2 separate regions of the Pan troglodytes genome follow, and region 1 is linked to region 2. Evidence: chromatin contacts called from public HiChIP or PLAC-seq data. All regions are on one chromosome and are shown on one strand. Each heading gives the region's core, a stretch centred on a gene start, on an enhancer-like site or on the middle of the called end of the contact. The rest is flanking DNA. Distances are from core to core; before and after follow the strand shown. Region 1 holds the start of CD164 (CD164 molecule). Region 2 holds the start of SESN1 (sestrin 1).

Evidence for each region. HiChIP or PLAC-seq counts read pairs in DNA pulled down with a chosen protein or histone mark.
Region 1: an H3K4me3 HiChIP or PLAC-seq map of stem cell-derived excitatory neurons shows a contact between it and region 2, with 4 times the contacts expected there. The contact joins the promoter of CD164 here to the promoter of SESN1 in region 2. A contact is called at or near these places in 2 of 7 Hi-C or Micro-C datasets (blood and stem cell-derived neural progenitor cells) and 1 of 1 datasets of contacts at active chromatin or transcription factors (stem cell-derived excitatory neurons).

What each region holds. Positions count from the first base shown.
Region 1 is chr5:121,298,851-121,305,863 of NHGRI_mPanTro3-v2.0_pri, reverse strand. CD164 (CD164 molecule) reads left to right here and starts at 4,529. Exons shown (of 5, transcript XM_009451804.3): 1 at 4,529-6,573. The coding sequence starts at 6,399.
Region 2 is chr5:121,006,913-121,014,386 of NHGRI_mPanTro3-v2.0_pri, reverse strand. It overlaps SESN1 (sestrin 1), which reads left to right and starts at 4,329. Exons shown (of 10, transcript XM_016956098.4): 1 at 4,329-5,160. The coding sequence starts at 4,882. It overlaps CEP57L1 (centrosomal protein 57 like 1), which reads right to left and starts at 4,394. Exons shown (of 11, transcript XM_009451799.5): 1 at 3,707-4,394. The coding sequence starts at 3,817.

The DNA of each region.
Region 1 (7,013 bases), core at 3,280-5,779, 290 kb before region 2:
AATTTCAAGAAATATCAAGCTCTTTTTATACTGAGTATTAGCAGTTCTCACTCACATCAGATTAACTTTCAATCAACTGAACTAGTTCAAAGGTATATCTTTAAAATTAAAATTGGTCTCTACCACACCTAGCAATATTCTCCCTTATGGAGACTCATTTTTTAAACTATATTGATCTTACCATCCCCTACACTTCCCAAAGTGGAATCACCACCACTTAAATCTGGCAAGTCTTAAGACTTTTGTATATCATACGAAATATTGGTGACTGACTCAGTAGTAATGTATACAACATGAATTACAAGTTGCATATTTGATAGAGGGCTTTGTAAGGTGATAAATCACAGGTTCTTTTACTTTAGCATGCATCAGAGTGCCTGGGCCTGTCAAACAGATTGCTGGACCTCAGAGTTTCTGATTCAGTGGCACTGGGTTGGGCTGGAGAATTTGAACAAGTTCAAGGTGATGCTGCTGCTGCTGCTGCTGTTCTGGAGACAACACTTTAAGAACAGATGGGATATATTAGATCTCTCATAGATCTGTGGCACACAGGTATGTAGAAGAGAAAAGTCATAACAGTAAAGTGTAACCTACAACAGAAAAGGAAGAATGAAGGAAACTGACAAGAAACCTTGATTTCATCAAGGCAGCAGAGGAGGTACACATACGTTGACCAATTAGACAGTGACCAGAATCCTGTTGCAAGGTCCTGAGGTTCTTAGCAGGGCCAGATGTGAGACCTCCAGGTGCTGGGCAGTGGCAACGTGGTAGTCAGGTCCTTAGGAAGGGACTTGGACACTTGGGCCGCTCAGGACACGCACTTTGCCAGTCAGTACAGAATTACTAGAATATTTTAATAACCAGAGTGGCCATGAGGTGTCTTCTGGCTGAAAATCAGCTCTCCAAGACAGGATCGGGAGAAGCACAGTGAATACCTAGGGACAAGGGGAAGCCATAGCTAATCCAAGATATCAGCAAGCCGCCTGAGGTGTAGTTTAGCTTGAACTTGGAGGTTATTCCTAAGGAACAAGTCAGGAAAAGGTTTCATTTCCTGAAGGACCAAGAGACGTAATGCAAAGAGCTCTAGCAGACCCAGGGTTTGAAGCAGAATACAAATAAAAATCATGCATCTCGGGTGCCAGCCTTAAGGGAACCTGGGCTGGGCTCCCTGACTCCTGCACATCCAGGAGGTTTGTGCTGTTTGTAGGCTAACCTTACATATGTTTGTAAAGAAAGAAGCAAAAACAGTATGTCTTGATGTAATTTTGTAAATGAATCACTGTTAAGAATTGCAGGCCTGGCATGGTGGCTCATGCTTGTAATCCCAGCACTTTGGGAGGCCAAGGGGGGAAGATTGCTTGAGCTCAGGAGTTCTAGACCAGCCTGAGCAACATGGTGAAACTCCGTCTCACGCAAAAATACAAAAAATTAGCCAGGTGTGGTGGCGCACCCGGCTATTCAGGAAACTGAGGTGGGAGGATCACTTGAGCCTGGGGAGGCGGAGGTTGTAGTGAGCCGAGATTGCGCCAGTTTGACTGAAATAAGCCAGTTTATTTATTCATTTTTTTCTCAAAAAAGAAAAAAAATTGCAGCAGTTCAGGATAGAATAGTTCTGTGCAAGTCATAGTGTAAAGCAGTGTTCTCCAACTTTTTTTTTTTTTTTTTTTTTTAATGAGATGGAGTCTCACTCTGTCGCCCAGGCTGCAGTGCAATGGCACGATCTTGGCTCACTGCAACCCCCACCTCCTGGGTTCAAGCAATTCTCCTGCCTCCGCCTCCCAAGTAGCTGGGATTACAGGCACCCGCCACCACACCTGGCTAATTTTTGTATTTTTGGCAGAGATGGGGTTTCGCCATGTTGGCCAGGCTGGTCTCGAACTCCTGACCTCAGGTGATCTGCCGCCTCAGCCTCCCAAAGTGCTGGAATTACAGGCGTGAGCCACTGCATCCGACTGTTCTCCAACTTTAATACTTTACACATGTACATATCTTCTGGGAATCTTGTTAAAATGTAGGTTCTGATTCAGGAGATCTGAGGGGGAGGCCTGAGGTTCTGCATTTCTATGTGATATAAATGATAATGGTTTGAGAACCACACTCTGGAAAGCAAGAGTAAAGCACTGGTTTTCCACCTAAGCTGCAGATTAGAAACACCTGGGAAGCTTTTAAAACTGCTGATGCTCAGACATTACTCCAGACCAATTAAATCAGTACCCAGGCACTAGTATCAATATTTTTCAACACACACCACCACCACTGATGTCACTAGGTAGTTCCAATGTGCAGCCAGGGTTAAGAACAACTGCTCTAAAGTGTAATGCTCCCCTCTGGCGCCCTGGCACACTTTTCAAAGAAACATCCACAGTCAAAGTGGAGAGCCTCCTAATGACAATATCTCCAGAATTTTACCCTTAATCTTAATCACAATATTAAGACTCTGAATATACAGTTTTAGCTAATATTTGATTTATTCCAATCCTTCTCTTTGTCAAAACAGATTCAAATACTACTAAATGAGCTTTAATATATGCTGTTAAAACTGTCTTACAGATGCCAGCCCTTGTTTCCCACCCATACTCCTCTAGATGAATCTACCCTGACCCACAGCTGAAGAGTTCAGGGAGTTATTTGTAGCAGCTGCCCTCCTACGCTTTTATTTTATTTTATTTTATTTTATTTTATTTTATTTTATTTTATTTTATTTTGAGGCGGAGTCTCACTCTGTTGCCCAGGCTGGAGGGCAGTGATGCAATCTCGGCTCACTGCAACCTCTGCCTCCTGGGTTCAATAGATTCTTCTGCCTCAACCTCCCAAGTAGCTGTGATTACAGGTGCTTGCCACTACGCCGGGCTCCTCCTGTGCTTTTTAATGCAGCTAATTTTTGGCAAGGGTGGACAACTGACTGAAATAAGCCAGTTTGTTCATTTATTCATTTTTTTAAAATTAAGTGCAGGGAATAAACTGGTGAGCACTATTTCTCAGTTAATCTAGTGAGAAAGACAACTGCTATATAATGCAGTATATGCTTTGTTATGGGCAAGTCCAGGGTGCACAGAGCAGGAACACCTTTTATAGTCTGGGAGTGGGGAGAAAGGGGTAGTTGAATATTTTAAGGATAGCTTAAGATGGGAGTGACAGCTTAGCTGAGAGACCTGAAAGAAGTAGGAGTTGGTCAGATGCCAGAAGGGAATAACAATATTCTAGGCAGAAGAAATAGCATGGATGAAGATCCACATGCAAAAGAAAACATGACCAGTTAGGAGAACTGGAAGTTCAGGGAGCTCTAGTGTAGACTGCATGGATGGAGTCAGAGCAGAGAGTAGGTAACAGACAGGTTGGGAAGGCATGGTACTGAGTCAAGTTATCTCTTCCAAGAGCTATATAACTGGAATACTGGGCAATGGAGATGATTGGCTGTGGCTCTATAGATCTGGCAATGTCCTGTAGGGTTGAAGCCTGAAACGAAGTCCTAGCAAACCAGCTCCACGTGCTAGGGATTCCTCCTTTTAAGTTCAAGTCTCCCTTGGCCCTCACACACTTGATTTCCCACCCCTGAATGCCTATAAGATTTACTGTCATATTCTTACAGTGAATGGATTCCCTTTAACATAAGCTAGTACAAGGGGGTTTGTACTTCTTGCTATCAAGTAGTGGAGGCAAAACTCTGATTATTAAGGGGCCACTGGATGTTAGTTATAGCTAGAAGGCAGGGTCCTGTTTGGAGTGTTGATCTGTTTATTTGGGGAAAGGTGCTGACACAAGGCTGAAGCATTGTTTAAAAATCTGCTGTTTAAAAAACTTAGAGGGAGCTTATACTGCTAGAAGATTCACAAGCGCAGAAGCACTCTGTCTTGCTGCTTTCAAGAAAATAAATGGTTAAGAAGGTCGCTCTAACAACCAATCGACAATCTAATTGCAAGCAATGTGTCTAAGAGGAAATAACCTGAGTGATGGCTGACCTTGCACACAGAAGAACTCTCTGAGGGTGCCTTTCAATTGTGATTTTATCCCCAGGAGACATTTAACAATATTGGGAGATATTTTTGGTTGTCACAACTGAAAGGTGGGGTGCTTCTGGTATCTAGTGTGTAGAGGCTAGGAATACTGCCGAATATCCAACAATGCACAGGACAAGCAAGAATGAGTCAGCCTGAAATCTTGATAGCGCCAAGATTGAGAAACCCTGCTTTATGACAACAATAAACAGAAGCTTACTGTCAGGAACTGAAAAAAAAAAAGCTGTCTCTCTGAAATGGTGAAAATGACTTTGGAACTCCCTTGATCTACCTCTACAGTTGCCATGCAAAATAAAATAAACCAATGGTTTTCTAGTCTTAAAACAAGAGCGTGAAATGTCCCTTTATCAGGACTGAGGAATATCTGAGGACTAGAGTTAAACATCCAGGTGACAAATTGTTAAACAATGGTCTGCACAGAGGAGTGTGTTTATCCTAGGGTGGAAAGAAGATAACACACCAAGCTCTGAGAACAGAGCTTCTATTTACATTTTTTTTTTTTTTTTGAGACGAGTCTCGCTCTGTTCCCCAAGCTGGAGTGCAGTGGTGTGATCTCGGCTCACTGCAACCTCCGCCTCCCGGATACAAGCGATCCTCCTGCCTCAGCCCTGCTAGTAGCTGGGATTACAGGCACGTGCCACCATGCCCGGCTAATTTTTGTATTTTTAGGAGAGACGCGGTTTACACCATGTTGGCCAAGCTGGTCTCAAACTCCGGACCTCAGGTGATCCACCCGCCTTGGCCTCCCAAAGTGCTGGCATTACAGGCGTGAGCCACCGCGTCCGGCCCCTATTTACATTCTTAACCTTAAAAAAAAATTAAAGTTGCCTTGCGCTTTCTTTTGGTCTGGGTGCCAGATAGTCAAGTGTTAAATATAGAGAGAGGCCTCCTGAGAGAAGAGCAGACACTTCTTTGAAGGGCTTATGGTGGGAGCTCACTTCCCTGACAGCATTCTCATGCTTCTGGGCTGGATCAGTCAAAACTATCAGCTTTTTGTTTACATCCAAGCAACACTACTCCAACTAGCGTAGTCATTGGAACAAATGTTCATAGTCCTGAGGGTACAGAAGGACGACACTGAAAAGATCCCAAGGGGAAATAAAATCTTTCTATTTGAGCAAAAAGGTAAAAGCACTATGTAGTCATCTTTTTTGGCACATCAAAAAAGTCATCGTGGCACATCAAAACAGACCTCACGAAAACAATTAATATTCCTATATTATTAGGATAACTTTGCATAATTAAAATTACATAAGTGTACAACAGCTGAAAACACAGCATTAAATACAACTTTTAAAGTCTAATTTTTACCATGTGATAACCGTATCAAATTTTGCGAATATTTTGTGAGACTTGGCAGTAGATGGCGCTCACCTTTACTAAAAGTCTGAGCAGCGCCTTAACACTAACAGGAACTTAAGAATCCAGCTCTGATGTCAGGCAATCCCGTGTCCAGGTCAGGTCACTTTTCTAAGTCTCAGTTTCCTCACTGGTAATGTGGCGGTGGGGGCCGCCCCAATGGCCTGGCAACTCAGACCGCTTTTGATTCTCTGACTACAGTGGTGGAGTTGAGACAGGTCTGCTGCTGCAACCGCCGTCTGAAATAGCAATCCGGAAAAGTCAGGTTGGGAAAGTGACAGAGTAGACGCCCTGCGGCTCTGATCCGGGCGGCGCCTCAGCTGCCCACACTATGTGGGCGGCAACGCACAAACTCCTTAACCACGTGGTGCCTCCATTCCCCTAGGGAGTCCCATCACAGGATAACTTCTAGCAAAATCAATCTTCAAGAAAAAAAGAAGGGGTCCTGCCGAAGACATAAGGAAGCTCCCTGGGGATCCCGCAGCACAGCACAAACTTAGTTCTTGAGAGCCGCACAAAACCAACTTCCGCCCCAGCGGAGTTGCGTCCGGAAGGCGCGGCCCCGGAGGTCACGTGGGCCCGCGGAATTACGGCCTGGCGGGGCGCTCAGGTGGAAGCAGTAGGCCACATCATGTCGACTGTTCCATGCAAGTTAGGGTGGGGGCCGTCCCTATCGCAGGCATGAGACAAGTCCAGCTGCGTCGTGTCTGGTAATCTGAGGGCAAGAAGAACGATTTGCAGAAGCCCCCAGTTTTCTTGGCTGTGGCACAGTCGCTTTGAGGGCCAGGTTCCTTCGGCTTCCTCCCGACTCCCCTGCTTCCCCCCGTAGGATTCCCGTTGGTATCGTCCGAGCCCCACCTCCCTCCTCTTCGCCCCCGCACGCCGAAAACAGGGGCCTCTCACGTGACCCCTGCGCGCTCCCGCGGGGGAGCGTAGTCTCGGAGGCGGCGCCGCAGGGGATTGAGGGGTTGACTGAGCGTTGCGAGCCGCAGCTTTCTCCCGAACGCCAGTGCTGAGGACACGATGTCGCGGCTCTCCCGCTCACTGCTTTGGGCCGTCACCTGCCTGGGCGTGCTCTGCGTGCTGTCCGCGGACAAGAACACGACCCAGCACCCGAACGTGACGACTTTAGCGCCCATCTCCAACGTAACCTCGGCGCCGGTGACGTCCCTCCCGCTGGTCACCACTCCGGCACCAGGTGGGCGCGGGCCCTATGGGCTTCCCGCCCTCCCCTGCCCAGCCGAGCCGCACTGCCTCCTCGCCGTGCGGGCGGGCCGCGCTCGGGGTGCGGCGGCGACTCCGGCAACATGGCGACCAGCCTGGAGTCCACTCGCGGCCGGGCCGGGTGGGGAGCGCGCTGGGGGGAAGCGGACGCGCGGTTCCCAGTGGCTGCGGGGCTGGGGCCCCCCTCGAAGTGTTGCAAGTCGAGGTGCCTTTTAAAAGTGCATCGTAATTCCTAGCCTCACTTGGGGTCGGAAATGGGGACGTGGCTTCCTTCCGCGGGGGCAGCGGTGGGGTTGAGGATGGGGCCGGGCGTCGCGCCTCTGAGGTTGGCGGTGGGGCCGAGCTGCCTCTCCCTGCCACTGGTTGTTCACCCTCCCGGCGCCTCTCTCCGGAGGTAGCCTTCTCCGGAAGTCC
Region 2 (7,474 bases), core at 3,080-5,579:
CACACAATCTGTCAGCAAAATCTGTTGGCTATACTATCAAAATGTATCCAGATTCTGTCACCTGGATTATTACTTTAGTTTCCTAACCAGTCTCTCTGCTTCCACCCTTGCTTCCCTATGGTCTATGCTCAACACAATTTAAAAGAAATATTCACTTCAGGCCAGTTGCAGTGGCTTATGCCTCTAATCTCAGCACTTTGGGAGGCTGAGGCAGGAGGATCACTTGAGGCAATCACTTGAGGAGTTCAAGACCAGCCTGGGCAACACAGTGAGATCCTGTCTCTACAAAAAGACAAAAATTATCTCAGTTATGTAATTTCAGTTAAAAAAAAAAAAGGAAAAAATACAAAATTAGCTGGGCTTGTTGGCACGTGCCTGTAGTCCCAACTACCTGGGAGACTGAGGTGGGAGGATTACTTGAGCCCAGGAGTTCAAGGATGCAGTGAGCTATGACTATACTCCAGCCTGGGTGACATAGTCAGATTCTGTCTCAGGAAAAAAGAAAGAGGCCGGGCACGGTGGCTCACACCTGTAATCCAGCACTTTGCGAGGCTGAGGTGGGTGGATCACTTGAGGTCAGGAATTCAAGACCAGCCTGACCAACATGGTGAAAACCTGTCTCTACTAAAAACACAAAATTAGCCAGGTATGGTGGTGCATGCCTGTAATCCCAGCTACTTGGGAGGCCGAGGACAAAGAATCACTTAAACTTGGGAGGTGGAGGTTGCAGTGAGCCAAGATAGTGCTATTGCACTCCAGCCTGGGCAACAAGAGCAAAACTCCGTTGAGACAGAGGGAGAGAGAGAGAGAGAGAGAAAGAGAGAGAGAGAAAAGTAGTCATTTTTTAAAAGTCAGATCATGCCCTCATCTGCGCAAAACTCTCCAATGCTTTCCCAACCCAATTAAAAATGTTAGTCCTTTCAGTCACCTACATGTTCTCCTACCATTACTTCCTTTCTCTGTGGCCTCATGTTATTCTCCTCTTTGTACTCATTGTGCTCCAGCCACACTAGCCTTCTTGCTATTTCTCAAATGTGCACTCAGGCTCCTGCCCAAGGCCTTTGCACTAATTCTCTTCATTAGAATGCTATTTGCCCAGGCATCTACATGGTTTATTCCCTCCCCTACTTCATATCTCAATTGTCCCCTTCTGGATTATGTCTTTTCTAACAACCTTATTTAAAAGTGAACCTTGCCCCTCACATCCTGGCACTCCCCATTCCCCTTCCCAGTTGTTTTATTCTCCACTGCATTTGTCTTCATTTCATTTACTAAGTGTTTTACATATTTATTTATTATCTCTCCTCAGTAGAATGCAAGCTCTATGACAGTAGGAATTTTTATATATTGTGGTCAATGCTGTATCTTCAATGTCCTGTTATATAAAAGGGACTCAACAGAGATTTGTTGAGTAAATGCGTGGGTGAAATGGAATATGAGAACCAATGACTGAAAAATGGACTGTATGGCTGATCTGGAGAGCAACATGTGAAGTTAGTCTGAAAGAGTACCAGATGATGTCAGGCTTTATAAAGGAGTTTTGTCTTTAACAGTAGTAGGACACCACTGAATAGTTTTAACCAAGAGAAAATCTGATCAGCTCTGCAGTTTCAAAAAATCATTCTGGCAGATATAATGGAGAACTAATGGAGGAGGGTCATTGTGAATAATTGCTACTGTAGTGGTCTTGAGAGATTATCGCAGTTTGAAGACAGGTGGAGAGAAAAATATATTTGAAGGATATTTTGGGAGATAAGGTTGGCAGAACTTCATAATAATTTGGCCATAGAAGTATGAAGGGCAAGAAGAAATAAAGAATAATGTTTAGCTTTCAAATTTTCACAAGTAGATGGATAGTAGTGTCCTTTGCTGAAATAAGGAACACTGAAAAAGAATTAGATTCATAAGAGATAACTATGCATTTGGTTTTAGGCATGTTGAGTTTGAGATGCTTTTTAGATATCCAAGAAGAAATATCCAAGAGATATTGTGAAAGCTGAGAGGTGAAGCTGAATGGAGCTATTCATTTGAGAGTCATAGGTGTTGGTGAAGCCATGGGTATACATGAGATCATATTTAACTACGGCATAAAAAGGCACCCAGCCTTAAGAAACTACCCGACCCTTTATGGGCTGGATAGAGGATGAAGATCCCAAAAAGGAGATGAAAACGGAATGGTTTTTGTTTTGCTTTTCCAATCATACTCATAAGTTATTCCCTTTTTAAAATTCAGATTCAAACTAGAAGTGTCAGAATGTAACAAGGCTTTTGAAATTAGACCAATTCATCAGAACTATGCATCTATTCAAAAATAGCTCACTTACAGAAACGATGTAAAGAATTCACAATACCTGTCTCTTTGTAGCTTCTAAGTGCATCAATACACAAAAAGCACCCTTCCCGTCCCACCCCACACCGCCAACCAAGTATGCATGATTTGGCTTACTGACGTTTCCTGAAAGTACCCTATCTCTCACTCTGGGCCTTAGCATATGCTGTTCTTTTGGTCTTCATTTCCCCTGGGATGAAGATTTCCCTGACTTTCCAAGATTGGGCTAAGTCATCTCCTTCTAGACATCCCAGTGATATCATATATTATTGTAACCGTATGTCTAACAACTAGTTCCTCTAACTAGTAAGACTGTCTTTTTCATTGTTGTATACTCAGTGCCTAGCAAGATGAAATTTTTAGAATTTAGTGCAATGCAATTCTGCAATGTAAAGAATTAAAATCTACACAGATTATCAGTCCACTGATGGCCGTTCAAACCTCGACTTTTCTCAAATAATAACTTTTTAAAAGCAAACTAATTTTAAGCAAATGACTGAATCTTTTGAAAAAGTCGACTAAGTTTTGGAGACTTTTACGGTTTTGCTTTCTTTTTCCTGCTGTATCCTTAAAGCCTGCAAGAATTCCTATCTAGGAATACTGGGGATTCTTTTACGAGATGGATTTGACAACTTGCTTTCAAAGCCCTGCCTAGGATTTCATTTGACTGAGCAAATAAAGCCCAGAACATCCCTAAGCAAAGGCAAACAAAGGTGCAAATGCGCAGAGATCCCAAATCCACCCGCGTGTGTCCACAGAAAAGGGCGGAATCAGAGGCAGCAGCGCGAAGCTCCAGTTTCCACAGCATCCTTCCTTCTTGGCCTTACTTAGGCCGTTCCCTGCGACCCTTGGGATCAGGATCCCAAATCCTTGCCTCACCCACCACACCCCGCGCTTGGGCAGCTGGACTAGTCCTTCCCACGCAAGTCACTGGAAAAAGTCCTTGGACTAAGGGAGGCCACCCTAGATGGCTTTGTCTCCAAAATCCCAGAGGAAATGGAGGAAGGAAAAACCCTGTCAAGGAAAGGTGACAACCCAGCTTACAGTGCTTACCAAGCAGACGCTCTCAGTCAGCCCCTGCCACCGCTAACCGTTGGTTCGCGGGCACCCACAGGCAACGTCGCGGTGGCCCCTGGGGGTTGTAGTTTCTGTCGCAAACAAAACGCGCCGGCAGCATCGAAACTACATTCCCCACAAGTCAACGCGAAGACGTCCTTCCGACTTAAATCTGGGGTTTGGAGTAATAAAGAGGCCGTCACTACTTTTAGGGTGATCTTAAATGTAGACTCAATTTCTTCCAGGAGTCCCTTCGCGCCCTCTTTCTTTGTCGTGCTTGTTTTATGTGTGACGAAGTCTCAGTGTACTTCTACGTCTTACTTTTTCCTTCCCCTTCTCCAGGACAGAGTCCAAACGTCCGGGAACGGAAACCGCCTCAGGGCGCAAGCTTAGCGCCTCCGGGAGCGCTTGGCCCAGTTCGCAGTCACGCATGCGTAGCAGCCGGCAGTGACTGGCAGCCGCGCGCGGCGCACTTGGGGTCCGGAGGTAGCCTGCCAGAGGGCGGGGCTTTTTCCTAAGGCTTTGCCTCGGCGGGTCGCGTCTGCCTGGGCGGGGAAGAAGGCGCTGGGGCCGGGGCGGCTCCCGGTTTGTGCCGGGCGGAGAAAGGGGAGGGGCTGGGGGTGAGGACCCCGTCTCCACTCCCTGCTCCCGCCCTCTGGGCTGATCCCCACCGATGGGGCTGGGCGAAGGGCGGGCTTTGCGCCTCGGGCCCCGCGCCCCGCCAGCTCCGCGGCCCAGCCTGGCTCTCAAGGATTGCCAGGGCCGCCCTGTGCCCTCTGGCTTGGCGGTGGTGGGCGAGGGCTCAGGGATCGGAGAAGTAGCGTCTTCCCGGGGGTGCCGAATTGGCGGGGCTGGGGGACGCTTTTTTTCACCGCCGCCCGCCGAGACTACGGCTGCCCGAGACTGCCGCCCTCCGACAGCGCCCAAGCCTCCGGCCGCTGCGGCCAGTGGGCCAGGGTTCGGCGAGCCTTCCCTGCCGGCGCCGGCCGGCTGCTGAGGCGCTGGGAGGAGCTGCGGAGGGCGGGGACTGGTGTCGGAGAAGGGGCGGGGTGGGAACGCCGGAGAGAACCCGGTGGCTGCACAGACAAAAAAGCCCCGAATGGCTGGAGGGCGTTCGACTGTTAACAGCCTTTTGGGGCAGAGCACGGATTTGACAGCTCCACAACGTGAGGATATCCACTGACCCCGCGAGACGGAGGAGAACGCTTCCCCGAAATTCTCTGCCCACCAAAGCCAGCGCTGCAAGGTTGCAACTTTCCAACTTTGTTTTTCCAGAAAGAAGACTGCCCTTTCGTGTACAAGGAGAGGGTGAGAGGGTGATCTAGCTTGTAGATCGGCTGAAGGCACCAGTGGTTCCAAATGTCACCCAGATGTGTGTTTTCATGACGATTTGATTTCTCTGATTTTATTTTTACGTTTTTCATTTTAAAAATACAAAGCAATTTTTTGGGGCATGCTGAAAGGTAACTGAAGACCGCAAAGGAAAAACTATTGTCATGGCTGAAGGAGAGAATGAAGTGAGATGGGATGGACTCTGCAGCAGAGATTCAACTACTAGGGAGACAGCACTGGAAAATATTAGGCAAACCATTTTGAGGAAAACCGAGTATCTTCGTTCGGTGAAAGAAACACCTCATCGTCCATCAGACGGGCTTTCAAATACCGAGTCTTCGGATGGGTTGAATAAGCTACTTGCTCATCTGCTTATGCTTTCTAAGAGGTGTCCCTTCAAAGATGTGAGAGAGAAAAGTGAGTTTATTCTGAAGAGCATCCAGGTAAGGAAGAGCATTTTAAATACAACTATGTCTCTAGTACAGTTAAATTTTACTTGCCGTTATTCACGTTGTGTTTGTTTCTATTAGGTTGTTATGTAAACTTTTATTATGAGTTTACACCTTTAGAGTGTTCTGTAAGTAAACAAGTAGTGTTTTTCTAGAGTTTTAGGCAGAAACTGCTTTGCTCCTGGAAGAATATATGAAACTACAGTTAATTCCAAGTAAATACTTGTTTTTCCTTATATTTCTTTTTACATGTTGTTGGAAAATGTAGCCAGTGTTTTTTTTTTCACATTGTCACAGTGTTCTGAGTGTAAAGGCTCACATTTAAAAGCCTCTAAAATGATAAAGGATATTAAATGTTTCCTAGTCAGCCTGTTCAAGATAATTGGTGGAACAATTTTCTCTTATTTTTAAAAACAAAACAAACCAGGATGTGTTCTCTAAATGCAACCTCTCTTTTTTCAAAAAGAGAATTATATAAAATAATAAAAACCTATCTTAAAAGAAGCTAACATCTTCATGTTGAAAAGGTGGACCCAGGTGGGGTATTTGATAGAAACACTTTTATGGCAAATTGCTCAACTAGCTTTCTCTGTGTTTGCCTGAATTGTTTCTTTTTCACATGTGTAGCTATTTAAGATATGAGTGCAGCAGGTTAAAAATATTATAGTTTTTCCTCCATTTCGTTCATAATTTATCCTGTTTTATTACAAGGTGTCTTAGAATACTTTTTTAAAGTTTTTAGATATTGACAATATTCAGCAACACCTTATATATGCTTGTCAATCTTTACATTTCTCAATCCACCTGTGTTGTCCAAAGTCCTGTATGAGAGATTTTTAAAATTTAAAATGTACTTGGGTAACTATGTAAGTTAAAAGTGACAGTTTTTATATACTGGCTTGAATTTAGTTTAAAGCAACAGAAAAATAATATCCACAAAATGAAGACTGTATTTAAGATCTTGGGATATTTCTTCTCACTAACACTTTGGAAACAATTGTTACAATTCAGAGTTACCCGAGAGGAGTTAATATACTAGGTAACTGAAGTTTACCCTTTGAAACACAAAAAGTTATTTCTCTATCTTCTAGACTGTAGTGACTGTAACAACCATTTTTGTCCATAATGGGGTCATCATTATGCATATCAACTATTGTTGTGCAGCAAAGGGTGGAGGACTGACTATATGATCCATTAGTTTTTATATTTTTGTGTGTAATTTTTATAGTTTTTCTGTTCTTTCCTTTGCCGTCAGGATACTTGACTTTGGTCTCTTCCTGATCTTTCATTTTGCTGCTTAATTCATATTGGAATGGGAAACCAGATAACCAATCGTGTTAAGAGTTATATTGAAAATAAAAGTAAGCAGGCTCTGGGGAGCATAGTATCAAAGGATTTCAATATAATGATAAATAAGTGGGTACTGGAGTCAGAGTTGGGCTCAAATTCCACTCCTTTACTAATGTCCTTGCCTGTAACCTTGGGCAAATTCCTTGACCTTTCTTAGCTTGGATTTCCACATCTGTAAAATGGGAATAACAACACAGAGCTCTTGTGGGAATTAAATCAGATGTAAAGTACTCTGGTATATATAGCAGATGCTCCTCTCCTTTTCATAAGTGAAATACATAGACTATGCGATATATATTTCAAGACTCTTTCATCCTGCAAAAGGACTCAGGAATTTCCTGGGAAGGTTCCCTATAGACTTATACTCTTTTTTTTCCATCTCTGCATCTATTGTACAATTATAAAAGGCAATTTACTTATATTGTGTTATAAGCACATGCTTTTGTGTCTGTCTCCCATAGGAAGGCTATGAGTTCTTAAGAGTACTGGCTGGGACCTGGAAGCTACTAAATAAATATCCAGTGGATGAACAAATTTATACTTTCTTTCTGTTTTTCATCAGTAGTCTGAATAGATGAAGTTTTCAGTTTAGGGAGTTTCCACCCCAGCATCATTCATTTATGCTTGCAGTTATGCAACAAATGTTTATTGAACTCCTGCTGAATGTCATTCTGAGAACTGAGGACCAGTGGTAACAATTTTGACATCATACCAAAGGGAAACAGACCATAAAGAAGTAAACAAATATAAAATTTAATTTTAGATAGTAAGGGAAAGCTTTCCTGAGGCAATGACATTTAAGCAGAGACATGATAAATGAATAAATATTATCCATGTAAAGGTGAGATTTGTGAGGGGACATTCCGGACATAGGGAACGGTATGTATGAAGGCCTCATGACAAGGAGAGCAGATGAGTTCTAGGAGCTGAAAGTAATGCAATATGGCTGGGGCAGACA